Linked DNA regions of Mus musculus: regions 2 and 3 are each linked to region 1. Evidence: chromatin contacts called from public HiChIP or PLAC-seq data. All regions are on one chromosome and are shown on one strand. Each heading gives the region's core, a stretch centred on a gene start, on an enhancer-like site or on the middle of the called end of the contact. The rest is flanking DNA. Distances are from core to core; before and after follow the strand shown. Region 1 overlaps Plcl2 (phospholipase C-like 2). Region 2 has its middle 83 kb from the start of Gm41598. Region 3 has its middle 61 kb from the start of Gm41598.

Region 1 (3,604 bases), core at 1,091-3,590:
CCTGAGTTCTTGATCTTAGCCATTGTGATTGGTATGAGGTGGAATCTCAGGGTTGTTTTGATTTGCATTTCCCTGAAAATTTTGACTCTTTTGTTTGTTTTTTGAGACAGTGTATCACAATGTATATAGCCTTGGCTTGTCTGGCCTCGAACTCACAGTGTTGTCTCTGTCTCAGCTTGGTTGAAGGGTGTGGGCCACCATGCAAAGCCTCTGGCTGAATTTTATATGGTCTTACAAAGCAGGTATTTGTTTTCAGAACAAGAATAGGCTCCTAGAACTCAACATCACTAATTACTTTGGTACATTAAAAATTAATTAGTAATAAATAAATATAATTTTTTAAAAAAGGTTAAATTAGTAAATTGAGATCTGGAGATAGGTTAAGAGGAGACTCAAAGGTCTTCTCTTCTCTTCTCTTCTCTTCTCTTCTCTTCTCTTCTCTTCTCTTCTCTTCTCTTCTCTTCTCTTTTCTCTTGCTTTTGAGACAGGGTTTTTCTGCATAGTCCTGGCTTTTCTGAAATTTATTCTAGACCAGGTTGATTTTGAACTCAGAACTCTGCCTCCTGAGTGCTGGGATTAAAAGCATGCTCAGCTGAGAGGGCTCTTTCTAAAAAGACTGGTCTCTATAGATTCCAAGCCAAAGACAGGAATCATAGGGCAAATCAGTTATAATTATTACACTTAGCTTTTCTGTGTTGGTGTGTATATCAAAGAACAATAAAAGTCTTTCTTAAAATGCCTGCCTGCCCTTCAGACAATGCTGATCATGAGATTCTCTGGTTGTGACATTTTGCAAACATTTAGCTTATTCAAATGAAGCACCCCACCTGTCATAGAAATTTGGAAGATCAAAACCTCTATTTGACTATGTACTGTAATCGCTGTGGGTTGCATACTTAGACTAGAAATTGGGGTATACTTCTTCACATGTGGTTTAATTTCCTCCTCATTATTGCTTAGTTTTAAAGATGTTTCCTCTTTGTTAACACTGACAGTATAGATAAAGCGAGTCTGAAGAGCCATGCTCCAGCTTCAGTCTCCCCAGTGAGTGTTATGTGGAGATTTAATTTTGGGTGACAAGTGACAGTTTTACACTGTACCTTTTGATAACATGATAGAAATATTATGTAAGTTTGAAAGATAATGGTTTATGCATGCTCTGTTGTTCCATGTTAAAATGTACTTGTCTTGCATAATATTTAGCACCACTTTTCAGTCCAAATTGTGTTAATTCATTGTTAACTGTATTTTTACTCATTGCTTAAGTGGTGAATTATAGAAAGTCTTTTGCCAAAACAGAGAACCTTGCTTACACTGGACAATTAATCATGTGTAGATCTGTTTTTTAAAAGCTTTAATGGCTTTATAACACTTTTGGATAATTGGGTAGGATAAATGTTTCTGTCCTTTAATGGATTTTAAAAGGCCATAAAATAATACGTGGAATTTAGAACTATAGTCAGTTTCATTTCAGTGATCACTGCCTACAGAAGAAAGAGGAGGCATTCCAAAAACAAACAAACAAACAAACAAACAAACAAACAACTCCTGCCACCCCAAACCCACCAAGCCTTGGAAAGAAATACATGGAGCCTAGCCCCCCCCCCCCCATTTGCTGTTCAGTCTTAAATTTCATCTAGAGTGGGACTGGGCATCTACAGAGACCGACCTGCAATGTGGAAGCCACTGCCTTGAGAAAAAGCAATTCCCCGTGAAAGACTGTGCAGTGCTTTTGTTTGTTTTTAGTTTCATTGGCCCTTGTTGGAATACATTTCTACATAAAACCAAGAATGTATGTGTGTGTGTCTGTGTGTGTGTGTGTGTGTGTGTAGGAATGGGTTTGAGTGGGCAGTGAAGAATCCGAGAGACTTTCCAAGCAGCTGGTTCTGTGTACCTGAAGCTCTGCAGCTGACCCTTTGGCCAGGGTGGGGAGGGTAACATTGGAAAGTGTGGAGGGAGAAGGGGAAGAGGGGAAAAGGTGTGATCATATTTTAATTTCAAAAAATATTTTAAAAATATTCTAGATATTTTAAAGATTCTGATTTTTAGAGCGATTTTTTAAAAATGACTATGGGACTCTTAAAGTTAGACTTTTTTTTATACTTGTTTCAATTTTCTTTTTTTTTTAAAGATTTATTTATTTATTACATGTAAGTACACTGTAGCTGTCTTCAGAAGAGAGCGTCAGATCTCGTTACAGATGGTTGTGAGCCACCATGTGGTTGCTGGGATTTGAACTCTGGACCTTCGGAAGAGCAGTCGGGTGCTCTTACCCACTGAGCCATCTCACCAGCCCAAAGTTAGACTTTTTTTTTTTTTATATTGTGTTCTACACTGTGCATTTCTCATTTTCTCTTTTTCAGTGCAATTCATTAACATCCTGTGTTTTACAATGTGCATTTCACACTATGTTCTACAATGTGCCGGCCTTAAAGTTAGACTTTTTAATGTGACATTTACATTAGGTATTAATTGGGAATAAATAAGAAAGGAAAGGTTATAGTTTATAGTTGTGTGATTGAGTATTTTAAAGTTACACTTTTTTAGTGTTGCCATATTAACATTAAGTATTATATCAATGGAAGTAGCAAAGAGAATAAACAAGAAAGGAAAGGTTAAGGCTTAGTAGTTGTGTGGTTATAGGTCAAGTCGTCAAGAGATCAGTTGTGTTGTTAGGGGCTTTGTTGTGGTGGTTGTTGTTAATTAGGAACAAGTTAGTCATCTTTGAAGCGTGAACCTCAATCGAAAAAAAATCCCTCTGTCAACAGCAGTTTTCAACCTATGGGTTACAACTTTTTGGGGAATTCAAATGAACCTTTCACGGGGCTAGCCTAATAGCATCCAAAACCACAGATATTTGCATGAATTGTAATTCATTACATCAGCAAAACTACAGTAATGAAGTGGAAAGAAAATACTTTTATGGTTGGGGTGGGGGTCACCACAACATGAAGAAGTGTGCTAAAGGTTGCAGCATGTGGAAAGTTGAGTCACTGTTCTATCACATTGGCCTGGAGGCAAGCCTGTGGGGATATTTTCTTGATTAATAATTGATGTTGGAGGGCTCAGACCACTGTGGGCAGTGCCACCTGAACTGGTGATCTTAGATTGTATCAGAAAGCAGAGTGAGCAAGCCATGGGGAGCAAGCCAGTAAGCAGCACTTTCCAGGATCTCAGTTTCAGTTCCTGCCTCCGGGTTTCTGGTTTGTCTGCCTGCCCTTCCTGTTTTGATGATGGACTATGTTTTGTTGATGATGAATTATAAAGTAAAAATAAACTCTTTCCTCCCCAAGTTGCCATACACACACACACACACACACACACACACACACACACACACACACTCAGAGCAGCTCTTGTCTCCCCATCTCTTGTTTTACTTTCCATCACAATACTTTTATCACCCTGCATGCCACACGTGTATCGGTATTGTTTGTGTGAGTGTGTGCTTTCAACTAGTTGTGAATTTTGTTTCCTTCTTTTCTTCCACTTTCAATGAATCCCTCTGTTAACTAAGTTAATGAGTGCAAATGTTTGCCACAAAACTGTATGTTACTTCAGTAATTGGCAAGATTTTAATTATTTTCTCCTTGGCTTTCCTCAG
Region 2 (3,435 bases), core at 680-3,179, 140 kb after region 1:
TTCGGCCTGTCCCAGAAGCTGTTAGCTTCTGTATTCCACACTCTCACCTGTGCAGAATACTCTCCAAGGACTCCCGGAACTAAGATGTCTGCCGCCGATGCTCAGGCAAAGCCCTCCTGGGCTGGGTGGACACCTATCCTCTGGCTGGGAAAGTGGCCGGATGTCTGGGGCCCGAAAAGGGGGCTGCCTTAGAAGCTCTGTGGCTCCAGCCGGTCCCAGAAGCTGTTAGCTACTGTATTCCACACTCTCACCTGTGCAGAGTACTCTCAGCGGAGTCCCAGAACCAAGATGTCTGCTGCCGATCTCCTGTATTTCTTTAAGTGAGTTATTAATGTCATTTAAAAAATCCTCTTCTTGCACGCACCCGACTTGCCAGCAAAGCAGATGCCACAACAGGATCCTTCTGCACACGTTTATTGGGAGAGCTTGATTGCAGAAGCGAAGAGACCCCAAGCTCAGAAGTGGTGCTGCTTATATAGGCCTAGGAGAGGTGTGTCTCACACCCGGATTGGTTAACATATCTCTCCTCTCATTGGTTAACATGTCTCTCATCTGATTGCTTATATTCTCAAAACCTCATCTTGGCGAAAAACTTTACTGCCTTTGTATGCGTGGTGGCCAGCGGTAGCCAGCGCCACCCTGCAACAGCACATGTGGCTTCCCACATCCTCTACCAGCATCATGAGATATGATTTTAAATCTGAATCTTGCTTTTCGGTGTGTTGGGGTATCAAGGACTCGCTGTGGTGGGAGTGCTGGGTTTTGCTGATGATGAGTGGTCTTGCTTTCTGTTAGTAAGATTCTTATGTTTGCCTTTCACCATCTGGTAATCTCTGGCATTAGTTGTTATAGCTATCTCTGGCTGGAGTTTGTTCCTCCTGTGATTCTGTCAGCCTCTGTCAGCACTCCTGGGAGTCCAACTCCCTCCTGAGTTCCAGTGGTCAGAGTACTCTCTTCAGGCAAGCTCTCCTCTTGCACGGAAGGTGCACAGAGGTCTGGAGCTCAGCTCTGCCTCCTGGCTGAAGATGAAGGCCCGAAGGGACCCTGTCCAAAAAGCTATGTTGCTTCTGCAGCCTGAATGCTCTCCTGTACAGACTGGTCTCTGAAGGACCTGGGATACAAGATGGCGTACTCACCTGGTCCCAGGATCAGAGCCCTCCCTTGAGGCCAACTCTCTGGTGAGTCAGCTCTGCCTCCTGGCTGAAAGTGAAGGCCTGAAGGGACCCTGTCCAAGAAGGTATGTTGCTTCTGCAACCTGCGCACACTCCTGCCTGAAGTTTGTCTTAGTGTTCTACTGCTGTAAAGAGACATCATAAGTACAGAAGCTCTTTTAAAGGAAAACACTAAGCTGGGCTTGGCTTACAAGTTCTGAGGTTTAGTTCTACCCCTATGAGGCCACGCCTCCTAATCCTTTTCAAATAGTGTCACTTTCTGATGACAAGGAATTCAAATATATGAGCCTATAGGGCCATATTAAAAGCATCATATTCTACTCCCTGACTTCAAAAGGTTTGTATCCATGTCATAATATAAAAATGCATTCAGTTAACTGCAAAAACCCTTATAGTTGATCACAGTCTCAACACTGCTTAAAAGTCCAAAGTTTCTTTTGAGAGTACAGCAATCTCTTAACTGTAACTCCCTGTAAGATCAAAATCAAGAAGCAGTCCCATGCTTCCAACATGCATTGGCACAGAATATACATCGCCATTATAAAAGAGAAGAAAAGAGCATGGTGAGGAAATACTGAACTAAAAAGCAAGACCTAAACCCAGCTGGGCTGATTCCAGCCTCTGTGTCTCCATGTCTGATGTCAGAGTGCTCCTCAGATCTCCAGCTTCTTTCAGCTTTGTTGACTGAAACATACTTGTCTTTCTGGGGCTGGTTCCATTTCCTGTTAGCAGATCTCCTTTGGCATCTCCAGCATCTTGAGGTTTCTAAGGCAACCCAGGCTTCACCTTCACAGCTTCACACAATGGCCTCTCTAGGCCTCTGTGCATATACACTCCCCTGCCACATGCGTTGCCTCAGTGGCTTTCCTTTGCCACAGAGGGAGATTCCACAACCACTGTTTTGTAGCCTTGACTCTAAAGCCAGAACCACATGGCTAAAGCTGTCGAGTTCTGCTGCTTGCTGGGCTGGAACTCAGCCCTCTTGTTCAATTTCAACTGCCCCAACTTTCTGCTATTGGGGGTTTCCTTCACTGCATAAAGCTTTGATTTTTAAATCTTTTTCATAATTGGAGGATTAGCTTGGTTGGGGTCTTCCTTCAAATTGGGCCTTTCCTGTTTTCTAACCATGGCATCTATTGCAGTAGGTTGTCTTCTGAACAGGTTTCCTTTGAGGCCTGTGCTTTTCTGTTCTGATGTGTGCTGATCCCTTGCTAGGCTGCTGCCTTGGTTTCCATGTAACTCTATTGCTTTTCATGGGGTTTGACCCCTGACACGCCCCCCCATTTTGTCCTTTCTCTGAGTACATCTATCAGACTGTATAAACTGTACATTTTCAGTCTTTTAATGTTCAGAAACTTTGTTTCAGATTTTATTGAAAGTTTGGCTAGGCATCTAATGCTATATTCAAAACCATTTCTCTCTGAACCTTGAAACCCTACTGCATTTTCCTCTAGTGGTGACCATATTTGTCTGTAACTAACTTTTTCACTTTCTCCGGGACTTTTTATTTGCATTTATTTTATTTCCTGTAGTTCCCAATAGTCATGACAATGTAGACAGGCCTTTTCGTTCATCAGTCGAATTTTTTTTCTATATTTTTAGAGCACTGGAAACCCGAGAGGCTCACCTCCTAAAAGTCTCATTCTGGGTAGGTAGAAATGATCTTAGAGACACATGAATGTTTGAGGTGTTAGCAGAGGGGACCTTTTTGAGGTGACACCTGATATGAACCATGAGTAACAAGGACCCATGGAGGGACATGGGACAAACACTAGGAAGACTGAGACACGAACCAAAGGACCAAGTATGAATAGACAAGAATATACAGATCACAAGTGAGACAAATGGCTGGAGCACACAGCAGGAAGACAGAGATGAGGGTCACAGAGCCTATGGAGCCAGAGAAGGTGGGGTGTCTTGTGACCTGGATTCTGCATGAACAATCTCTCAGGCTGCAGAGTATAGAAAGGGAGGCAGGAATGGCCTCCAAGCCACTGATGTGAGCCAGGGGAGTCACGGGACAAGAGAGAAAATGAACCCAGACCTCGCTTTCACCTGGACAGCTGAGTAGACGACTTGATACAGAGCGGAGGAGGCTTGGGGGAGAGCAGGATCAGAAGAAGACATTGAAAAGTGCTGGTTGGACTTATCCAAATGGAGATGGATGACTGGATCCATTGCACTGGTATGTGTGCAGATGTTAGGGCAGACTTGAGCATCATTGATGCTCGCTGCAGTAAACACCCTGTGTTTCTAATCATCG
Region 3 (3,579 bases), core at 354-2,853, 160 kb after region 1:
CTTGTCAGAGAGAAATGTCCCAGATTAGGAAGGAGAGTGTCCCTTTCCATGCAGTAGGTACACAGCAGAGCAAGAGAAGCTGCCTGATATACTAGCATGGCTTCTGCAGCAGCAATGGGTTCCAAGAGCTAACAGAGACAGGGCAGGCAGTTCCAAGGTGACACATACCTGAGTGCTGGCACAGAGACAGAGCCTTTCTACATGCCCAGGAGAGTGTAGAAGGCTCCAGGAGCCGGAAATGCCCTGGAGAAGCATAGAGGGTTGAGAGAAGAAGTGGCTGAAGAGGTAGGTGACTCTAGAATTTGTAGTCAAATATGGTGGGTAGCAGAAACCAGCAGAGACACATGATCCATACCTTAGGAGAGTCAACTCAGCAGCTTGGCTCAATTAGGAGAAGTTAGATCCCTTGGAAAGGGGGCCATTTGTGCCTCCTGGGTTTTTGGCACCAGATGCATAAACTGGTGACATTACCATGCAATGGTATATTTAAGGCTTTATTTTAGACATGAGAGCAAGAACAGCCAAATGCATCTGGAAGAGCCTAGAGAGAAAGAAGTAGCCTGGACATGGCATGGAAAAAAAAACCAGGAGAAAAACGAGAGAGAGAGAGAGAGAGAGAGAGAGAGAGAGAGAGAGAGAGAGAGAGAGAGAGAGAGAGAGGAGAGGGGGAAGAATGAATGAATGATTATATCTGAACTAGGAAGGTTCTAAGAAGAATGAGTGGCTGAGGAGAGAAGACTGAGCGTGAGGGAGTTTGGGGTAAAGGACGGGGTGAGTAGAGACACACATCCCTTCTGTCTTTTGAAATTTGAGGAAATGGAGTTTCTCTTGGATCTGACAGTAACCAAAACCATTGGGAATAGTCTATAATGTTTTGGATAATGTTATGGGACCCTTTTTGCCAATAATTTAAAAAAATATATATATAACCCATTCCTGATACTGAATGGACCTAGATGGGGAAGGGGAAACAGACTACAGTATCATAAAGGGATAAAATGGAAACTAAAATAATAGGTGTGGTGGTTTGACTAGGTACCCCCCTTACACCCCACCCTCCTGCCCAGACTCATGAGTGTGAATGCTTGGCCCATGGGGAGTGGCACTATGGAGTAGGTGTGGCCTTGTTGGAAGGAGCATGTCACTGTAGTGGGCTTTGAGGTTATACATGCTCAGGGTTATACACTCATTGATACAGCCTCCTTCTGCTGCATTCGGATCAAGATATAGAAGTCTCAACTCCTTCCGCAGCACCATGGCTGTCTGCAAGCCTCCCTGTTTCCTGCCATGATGATAATGGACTGAACCTCTGAACCTCTAAGCCAGCCCCAATTAAATGTATTCCTTTGTAAGAGCTGCCTTGGCCATGGTGTCTCTTCACAACAATGAAACCTTACCTAAGATAGAGAAGTAAATGAGAGGCCAGGTTAAAGGAGGGTAGGGAGCAAGGGACAGCAAAGCCACTTGGAAACCTACTATTGTAGAAGCTTTCTCTGATAGTGAATATATAAAAGGAATCTAAATGGAGCCACCGTAGAATGAGGAAGATGACGTCTTACTTTCACGATGGGTGGAGGGTGGACTGTTTCCTGGCTTACCAAACCCCAAGATGAGGTGGCTCTAAAATTATACTGTATGGTGAAACCCCGGAGCAGCTCAGAGAGGCACAGTGCTGGTTGTTGCTTGGTCACCTCTAGGTGACCCTGTGGTTACCCTCTCTGCAGTGCCTGCCGCAGGCTTTCTTTGAATCTCTTAGAAACAGGATTCTGAGAAGCCAGCAGCAGCCTCGTCCCCACCCTGCAGGCCTCACACAGTTGCATTTTTATAAAAAGTTTTATTTATACTTCATGTGCATTGGTATTTTGCCTATATGTATGCCTATGTAGGGGTGTCAGGTCCCCTGGTCAGTTACAGACAGTTGTGAGCTGCCACGTGGTTGCTGGGAATTGAACCTGGGAAGAGCAGCCAGTGTTCTTAACCACTGAGCCCTCTCTCTAGTGCATTTTCCTTCTTTAGGTGGCCAGCCAGAGGGTCTGTGCTCTGGTGCAGGCTGTTGTGGATTGAAGCTGCAGAAGCTGCCGTGGCTCTGCAGAGCCTTGAGTTCAGAGCTTATGCTACCCCAGGCTTCCTTGGTCAGTGGTGGGCCTCAGGGCTGAGCAGTGTCCAAGACAGACATAAAGTACCTGCCCTGTTAGCTATGTGGGTGACAACTGGATGTAACCACATACAGTACTGTTGCAGGGAGCCAAGCATCTGCCTGAGATGGAGAAATGGGCTCCAGAGCTACTGTCCACAGTGTCCCTCTTAACTGGGAGAGGGGCATCCCCAGGGTGACTGAGGCAGGCAAGCTTGAAAGACGCTAACATTTCCCGACATTGGGTTCCATTCCAGGCCTCTGGCCTTCATGTTCCTGCTGGAGGAAAATGACAGTGGCCTTTCTACCCCATCATTGCTGCCTATGCCCCGTTTGCTCATCTGCTAAGCCCTACATCTCTCTAGCTAGACTGTAAGTTCTAAAGAGCTAGAGATCCATCTTTTCATGGTGAGTCTTCAGCTCTGGGCAGGGTTTGACAAATGCCAGATCCTCAATAAATAGTAGCAGCTAAGATATGGGCCCTGGTTTCAAGGAGGACGTGGTGACCAACTCTGCTATGAATACACACAGTAGCAGCAGGGAAGGCCGAGGAAGACCTGCAGCCTCAGGACAGCTTGGAGATAAGTCTCACTAATTTGGACATGGGAGGAAGATACCACCACTGCACAATTATCCACCCCCAGAGCTTAAAGCCACCTCCACCTGTCAGTCTGCTTGTGATGTAAAAGAACTTGGTTGTATACCTTTGCTCTACAAGGCCTGCCCTGTTTTGTGTGACCTGGGTCCTGGAACTCTAACAGAAGCAAGGGAACAGAGGACACACAGACACCCACAGAGTAAAGTTGGAAGTAGGCTACTGCCCCACCCAGAAACTGTTTACTGGGCACAGCACAGAGGGGAGGAGTTATCTAGTCTCTGAAGGAGGGCTCTGGAGGCAGGTTCAGGCTATAACCATCTTTGCACACGCTGCAAAACATAACCACTGATGCTTGGACTCAGGAGGAAAGCTTTGCCGTTCCTCAGTGCTTCACCCAGGTCTTTGCCACCTGAGGCCTTGGAATTCATAACCTGGCAATGTCTATGCCAGCAATACACATTCAGTCAAGACTTGGCTCACCCAGGGCGAACTGTAGCATGGTCAAAATGAAACCACACTGTGAGATCTCAGGATGCGATGCGGGTTGGGGCCAAAAGGGATCTCACCTAAGGGCTGCCTGGCTGGTCAGGTTGGCACTTCTAAGGTGGAGGCTGGGGAGCAGGGATCAAGGAGAGGAAGCTGGACGGGTGTAGCTTTGATGTGAGGTAGGCTGGAGCAAGAGCTCACTCTATGGGATGAAGAAGAGGTTACTCCTGTTTTTATTGGAGGGGTGAACTGGAGACTTGAAGGACACTCACTGGCCACACCTAGCAGACTGGGATAAGGACAATTAGCCCTTATTTACAATGAATAAATTGAAGGACAGCAGGGCTTGGCTTGGGCAGCT

Evidence for each region. HiChIP or PLAC-seq counts read pairs in DNA pulled down with a chosen protein or histone mark.
Region 2: a contact with region 1 is called in a BATF HiChIP or PLAC-seq map of CD8 T cells, with 7 read pairs. The contact joins two enhancer-like sites. A contact is called at or near these places in 1 of 39 promoter capture datasets (maxillary cranial neural crest), 1 of 15 datasets of contacts at CTCF or cohesin (CD8 T cells), 1 of 484 Hi-C or Micro-C datasets (ventricular fibroblasts) and 1 of 115 datasets of contacts at active chromatin or transcription factors (CD8 T cells).
Region 3: a contact with region 1 is called in a BATF HiChIP or PLAC-seq map of CD8 T cells, with 9 read pairs. The contact joins two enhancer-like sites. A contact is called at or near these places in 2 of 484 Hi-C or Micro-C datasets (nephron progenitors and ventricular fibroblasts) and 3 of 115 datasets of contacts at active chromatin or transcription factors (CD8 T cells, effector CD8 T cells and memory CD8 T cells).

The regions. Positions count from the first base shown.
Region 1 is chr17:50,568,056-50,571,659 of GRCm38.p6, forward strand. The region is part of intron 1 of Plcl2 (phospholipase C-like 2); the gene reads left to right. Among named protein-coding and RNA genes, the nearest start is that of Plcl2, 60 kb to the left of the region's middle. Within about 2 kb of position 2,341, at least 44 of the 459 cell types and tissues checked have an H3K27ac peak or open chromatin away from gene starts, as enhancers often do. A contact at or near this core is called in CD8 T cells, effector CD8 T cells and memory CD8 T cells, where this site is marked.
Region 2 is chr17:50,705,967-50,709,401 of GRCm38.p6, forward strand. No RefSeq gene overlaps it. Among named protein-coding and RNA genes, the nearest start is that of Gm41598, 83 kb to the right of the region's middle. Within about 2 kb of position 1,930, at least 2 of the 459 cell types and tissues checked have an H3K27ac peak or open chromatin away from gene starts, as enhancers often do. A contact at or near this core is called in CD8 T cells, where this site is marked.
Region 3 is chr17:50,728,123-50,731,701 of GRCm38.p6, forward strand. No RefSeq gene overlaps it. Among named protein-coding and RNA genes, the nearest start is that of Gm41598, 61 kb to the right of the region's middle. Within about 2 kb of position 1,604, at least 76 of the 459 cell types and tissues checked have an H3K27ac peak or open chromatin away from gene starts, as enhancers often do. A contact at or near this core is called in CD8 T cells, effector CD8 T cells and memory CD8 T cells, where this site is marked.